Linked DNA regions of Anser cygnoides: region 1 is linked to region 2. A link is a contact called in public Hi-C data. All regions are on one chromosome and are shown on one strand. Each heading gives the region's core, a stretch centred on a gene start, on an enhancer-like site or on the middle of the called end of the contact. The rest is flanking DNA. Distances are from core to core; before and after follow the strand shown.

Region 1 (3,518 bases), core at 166-2,665, 170 kb before region 2:
CCCCAGGGCCACCCGCACCAGCCGGGTGCCAGGGGGAGGCAGCTGGGCACTCTGGGCCTCCAGGAGCAGCACCCGGCCCCCAGCCCCCCGCAGCACCCCACAGCGCTCGGCCTGCACTGCGGTGACCTGCAGAGGACATGGGGACACTGGGGAGACATGGAGGGATGCAGGGAAGATGGGGACAGGGGGAAAATGGGGACATGGCAGGGGGGATATGGAGGGATATGGGGGGACATAAAAGATAGGGAGGGACATTGGGGACACAGGAGACATAGGGGAGCATGGGGGGGACATGGGGACATAGAGGGAAATGGAGACATGGGGGGAATTGGGACATCAGGGGGAACATGGGGGACATGGTTGGACACAGGGGGACATAGGGGGGCACTGAGGGACATGGCAGAAACATGGGGAATGGGGAGGGACATGGGGGACACAGGAGACATTGAGGGGCAGGGGGGACACTGGAGGCATGGGGGCTCCAGGGAAGAGGTGTAGGGTGACATGGGAAGGGGAGACCCAAAGGATGTAGGGGCACGTGTCCTTGTGTCCCCACAGCCCACAGGGACATTTTTGTGTCCCTGTGTGCCGTGAGGGTGTCCTCAATCCCGCTACCCCGTAGCAATGTCCCAGAGTCCTTATGCTCCACAAGGATGTCCCCTAGTGCCCCCATGCCCCCAGTGCCCCCATGTCCCAGTACCTCAATGTGCAGGAGCTGGTTGAAGTCATTGTGGGATGCAAGGGAGAAGGGGGTCGGGGGTGCACAGGGCCCTGCCCCACGGCTGCCTTCAGGCCACGCTGTCACTGTCCCGGTCACCGGCCCCACAGCTGCCACCAGCAGCCCCAGGGGTGCCCCAAGAGCCGCACGCCGAGGGGCCACCAGCACAAGCCTGGGGGAGGCATTGCCTGACCCATGGCTGCCACCAGCCCCAGAGCTGCTTCTTAGCCCCCCCTGTCCCACAGGTAGTTGTCCCACCGTCCCTCACAGACCCCATAAGCACCCTGATGCCACAGTCCCCATAGAGGTCCATAACCCCTCCCAGATCCCATTGGAACCCCATACAGCCCCAGACCTGTAACCCCCCCCCCCCCCCCAGCCACACAGGTGCACAGTAATCCCCCACCATTCCCACAGGGCTCCATAGCACCCGAACCCCATAGCTGCCCCATAGTTGCTCCCAGTCCCACAGCCTCCCCAGCCCCATAGCTGCCCTGTAGTCTCTCACAGACCTTGTAGGGCCTTCATAGTCCCCACCAGCCCCGCAGATGCCCCACAGTCACCCCCAACCCCATAGCCCACCCTCCCAGTCCCATAGGTGCCTCATAGCCCCATACTCAGGGTCCTGGGCATTGCCCTCCATCAGTGGCAGGAAGGAGAGGAGGAGGAGGAGGCCAAAGGCCCAGCAAGACCCCATGGCACTGATGTTGTGAGGCTGCCAGGGCCAGGGACACAAAGACACTGGAGTGAGGGTCAATCATTAACTGGGGGGGGGGCGGATGTCTAGGTTCACCCACAGGCCCCAAGGGCATCGACCCTGATCAAGGATCCACGTGGATGAGGGGAAACAGAAGGGGAGGGTGCTGTGGGGAAATGGGATATGAGTGTCTATGGGGCAGTGGGGGGGGGGGGGGGGCTACGGGGCTCTGGAGGGTATGGGACCCTAGGAGGCAGGGGGAAAATGAGGAATCTATGGGCAAGGGGGGAAATGGGTGTCCCATGGGTTCTGTGAGGTGCAATGGGGAGAAGCTCAGGTTCTAGACCATCTAAAGAAACTAAAGGTGCACAAGGCCGTGGGACCTGATGAGATACATTTGTGAGTCTTGAAGAAACTGTTGAATATATCTGCTCAGCCACTGCCCACTATAATCGAGAAGCTGTGGCAGCCCAATGAAATTTCCACTGACTGGAAGAGGGGAAACATAACACCCATTTTTAAAAAGGAAAAAAAAAAAAAAAAGAAGACCCAGGGAACTACAAGCCAGTCAGTCTCACCTTTGTGCCCAGCCAAATAGCAGAGCAGATTCTCCTGGAAATTAGCCAAGGCTGATGGAGGTCATAGAGGTGATTGGTGACAGCCAACACGGCTCCACTAAGGGCAGATTGCGTCTCGCAATGCTCGGGACCGGGATCTGTCCAGCAACCGGTGACGTCAGGAGAGCTTCCAGCTGCCATTCGAAGACGAAATTTCCACGGTGCCCACGGGGGGGCAACGGGGGTGGGGCTGCTGCTGCTGGGAGTCCTGGTCCTGAGCCCAGCAGCATGAGGCGCGTGGGGCTGGGGTGTTCTGGGGTGCCCCTTTCCCCTCCTGATGGCCCTAATTTCCCCCAGAGCCACAGTCCAATCTGATCCCCATCGTGGCGGGGGTGGCCGTCACCATCACGTCTGTCATCGCTGCCCTGGTCGGATTCGCTGTCTGGAAGAGCAAGCAGGGTAAAGTCCCTGGGCGGGAGAGGCAGAGGGGTGCGGGAGGAAGGCAGGGGCTGGAGGGGCTGTATGAGGAGCTGGGGCACCTTTGGGAGGCCCCCAGACTGGCCGTGACATGTGGCTGGTGCTGATGTCCCCAGCCTCTGCCTGGCACTGGGGCAATCTTGGGGCTCTGGTTATTTCTTCGGGCACCCAGCACAGTGGTGCCATCCTCCACTTCGGGCGCTGATGAGGCTCCTCTGTCAGCTCCTGGGCCGGGGCTCAGTGCTGCTCCTCTCTCACAGGCAGAAACAGAGGATCCAAAAAGTCAATCACGGGTATGGTGCAGGACCGGGGGTTCAGGCTGGAGCCCTACGGAGCTTGGGTTGGGAGGGGAGGAGGGGGAGGGGGGGGCTCAGCTCGCTGTGTTAAAATAATTGGCTGAAAACTAAAGATATTAAAGTGAACTATCCATGAACTATCCTCATTATAATAGAAAGAAAATATCATTGGCTGGGAGACCCCAGCCCAACAAGAGATCCTTCCCCTCTGAGGACGTGCAGAATGATTTTGTCAAGTCAGCCGTACGCTAATTAGAAGTTAGAGGATTGTACTAACTAATTCTAATTCTAATTCTAATTCTAATTCTAATTCTAATTCTAATTCTAATTCTAATTCTAATTCTAATTCTAATTCTAATTCTAATTCTAATTCTAATTCTAATTCTAATTCTAATTCTAATTCTAATTCTAATTCTAATTCTAATTCTAATTCTAACTCTAATTCTAATTCTAACTCTAACTCTAACTCTAACTCTAATTCTAATTCTAATTCTAATTCTAATTCTAATTCTAATTCTAATTCTAATAACTGATTAGAAGTTAAAGGATTGTACTAACATGTGAATGTAGTAATAAGAGACAAGTGAGGCACGGAGGTCTTCCAGCTTAGAGGGAAACCTCCTGGCGCCCAGACTTGTGGAATTCTGAAATAAACACTGTCTCGATCTAGTGTGTGGATTGATTGTCTCATTGCACACCAGGTAACGCGTCCCAACTTTCTATCGCACAGCACCGATGGGGACACTTCCTGGGTGCCCCATCGCTGCGCGGAT
Region 2 (3,116 bases), core at 3-2,502:
CCTCGCAACGCCGTGCACCCCCTAAGCGCACCCTCGCAATGCCACGCACCCCCACGGGTGCACCCTTGCAACGTCGGGCACGCTTTGCAATGCCGGGCATGCTTTGCAACGCCCCGCGTCTCCATTCGTACACCCTTGCAAGACCGTGCACCCCCCCACCGGTGCACCCTTGCAATGCCGGGCACCCTTTGCAGCACCGTGCTTTTCCATTCATGCACCCTCACCGTGCCATGCACCCCCACTGGGGCACCCTTGCAATATGGGGCACCCCCCTAAGCGCACCCTTGCAATGTCAGGCACCCCTTGCAAGTATGTGGAACTCCATACGTGCGCCCTTGCAACGCTGGGCACCCCTTGCAATGCTGCGCACCCCCGCAGGTGCACCCTTCATTAATTTAATGCCCCAAATAGGGGCACCCTTGCAATGCTATGGACCCCCATAAGTGCACCCTTGCAACACCAAGCAGTGCTTTGCACCCCTATAGCTCCACCCTTACAATAAGGGGCATCCCCCTAAGCGCACCCTTGCAACGCCATGCACCCCCGTAGGTGCACCCTTGCAACACCGAGCACCCCTTGCAATGCCTTGCACCCCCATAGCACCACCCTTACAATATGGGGCATCCCCCTAAGCGCACCCTTGCAATGTCGGGCACCCCTTGCAACACCGGGCACCGCCATTAGGTGCACCCTTGCGGTGTCATGCATCCCCATAGGTGCACCCTTGCAACGTGGGCACCCCTTGCAAGGCCGTGCACCCCCACATGTGCACCCTTGCAAGGCCGCGCACGCTTGCAATGCCGTGCACCCCCACGCTGCACCCTCGCCATGCCGTGCACCCCCATCGGTGCACCCTTGCAACGCCGTGCACCCCCAAACGTGCACCCTTGCAACGCCGTGCACCCTTGCAATGCCGTGCACCCCCCCCATAGGAGCACCCTTGCAACGCCGGACGCACCTATAGGTGCCCCCCCCGCCCCGTTCTGCCCCCCCCGAGCACCACTCCCCCCCCCCCGCCCCCCCTCCCCAGGGGGTGGCCGCTGCAGAGGGCCCGCACGGCGCATGCGCCCCCCTCCCTTCCCCCCCCTCCTCCCCGGGGGGGGGGGGGGGGGCGGGGGTCGGCGCTAGGACCCCGCGGAGCCCCGCGGCCCCCCCACCCCAGGGCGGAGGGGGACGGGGGGGGCATGAATGGGGCCGTGAGAGCCGCGGGGGCGCCACGTGACGGCGGGGAGCCAATCGCGGCGCGGGTGACGTAGCGCGTGGCTCCCTTTTTCTGCCCTGGGATGTTTTTTTTCTTTTTTTGCCCCAAACCGGGGCTTTTGGGGGGGCCGGGCAGGGCGGATGACGACGGGCCGGGACCGGGGGGCGCGGCCCCGCTCGGGGGCTGCTCAGGTGAGTGCCGGGGGGGGGGGGGGGGTGTGACCTCACCCCCCCCTTTTTCTTTTTTTTTTTAATTTTTTTTTTATTTTTTTCCCCCATAAAACCCACCCGCGGGGGGGGGGGGAGGAGGCGGCCACGTGGGGCGGCGCCGTCAATCAAACCGAAGTCCCGCCCCCCCCGCCGCCGCCGGGCCCGGCGGCCAATGGGAGGCGCGGGCGGCGGTGACGGGCAGGCGGCGCGGGTGGGGGGGGGCGGCGCGGGGCGGCTCCGTGCGCGGCGGTTTGGGGCGAAAAGCGCCATGTTTGGGTGTTCGCGCGGGGGCGGCGGCGGGCAGGGCCCGCGGGGCCCAAAGTGCTGTGTCACGGCGTGGCGGCTGCGGGGGGGGGGGGGGGTCCCCTTTACCCGGTCCCTTCTCCTCGGTCCCTTTCGAGCCCCCCCCCACCAGCGCCACCACCACGCTGCAGGATGCCAGCGGGGGTCTCCCCGCTGCCCACGCGTGTCCGGGACCGCCGTGGGGTCCCCCCCCTAAAAAAAAATCTTTCGAGGGGGAACCGGGGGCAAGGAGGGGGAACCGGGAGCGGCTGGGGCTGGGGCTGCGCACCCCGCGAGGGGGGTGAGGGCCTCGGCCGGGGGGGGGTGCCGAGGTTTGCGTGGGGGGTCTCGTGTTCGCCGTGGGGGTCCCGAGGCTGCCATGGAGGTCTGCGGGGGGGGGGGGGGGGGGGGGGTTGAGGTCGCCGTGGGGGTCCCGAAGCTGCCGTGGGGGTGCTGGGGCCGGGCTGAGCAGCGTGGAGCCGGGGCGGGCACCCCCCCCCCCGGCTGGCCTTAGGGGGGGTGAGGGAGCCCCCCCCACGCGTGTCACGGAGCCGCGTGGGCTCCCCTCAGGGCTGCGGGCAGCCCCCGGGCACCGAGCCCCGCTTATAGGGGGGGTCACCGGCACCCCTCGGGCTCCGCGTGGGGGCCGCGGGTGGGAGCCGGCCCCGTGGAGCCCTGGGGGTCCCGTGGGGATCCCGTGGGGGCTGCGGGCGGCGGGGCCGGGGGCGGCGGAGCGCCGGGCCCGGCCGCGCTCATTGTCCGCCGCCGCCGCACAAAATGGCCGCCGCCCCCTCCCTTCCCCCTCCCCCCCCCCCCCCCCCCCCTCCTCCTTCGCCGGCCGGGCGCGCGACAACAACAGCCAACGGCGGGCGCCGCCCCCACGTGACCCGCCAGCCAATGGCGCCGCAACGAATGGCAGCGGCGGCCAATGGGCGGCGGCGCCGCCGAGCTCTGTCGGCTGCGGGCGCCGGGCGGAAGGGCGGGGGAGCGCGGCGCCGAGTGAGCGACGCGCCGGGCGGCCAATGGGAGAGCCGCGCCACGAACGCTTCCGCCCAATGAGGCCGCGGCGGGGCGGGCAGGGGCGGGGGGGTGATGTCAGCGCCGCCGCCGCCCAATGAGGGGCCGGCTGGTGTCTATATAAGGGCGGCCGGGGGCAGGCCGAGAGGCGCCATTTCGCGGGGACGAAGGACGGAGCGGGTCGGGCCCGGTGCGCGCGGGGGGCGGCCCCAAACCGGATCCATCCTCCGCCGGGCGGCCCAGCCCCCGCCTCCGCGCTCCCGGAGGGCTCCGCCGGACCCTCCCCGGCCTCCGTAGCGACCCCTGCCTGCGGCCAGCGGCGAGGGGGGCCCTCCCCCCACCCCCACCCCCCGCGCTCCCGCCCTCCTCCCTTCAGGGAGCCAAGATGGAGCCCGGCCGCTGAAGCC

Evidence for each region. Hi-C and Micro-C count contacts between places; a contact is called where the count stands out from the background.
Region 1: a Hi-C map of liver shows a contact between it and region 2, with 15 times the contacts expected there. The contact joins the promoter of LOC106049849 here to the promoter of BRD2 in region 2. A contact is called at or near these places in 2 of 7 Hi-C or Micro-C datasets (both in liver).

The regions. Positions count from the first base shown.
Region 1 is chr35:1,024,578-1,028,095 of Taihu_goose_T2T_genome, reverse strand. It overlaps LOC106049849 (complement C4-like), which reads right to left and starts at 1,415. Exons shown (of 41, transcript XM_048056124.2): 1 at 1,336-1,415; 2 at 701-890; 3 at 1-126. The coding sequence starts at 1,415.
Region 2 is chr35:852,817-855,932 of Taihu_goose_T2T_genome, reverse strand. BRD2 (bromodomain containing 2) reads left to right here and starts at 1,252. Exons shown (of 12, transcript XM_066986675.1): 1 at 1,252-1,392.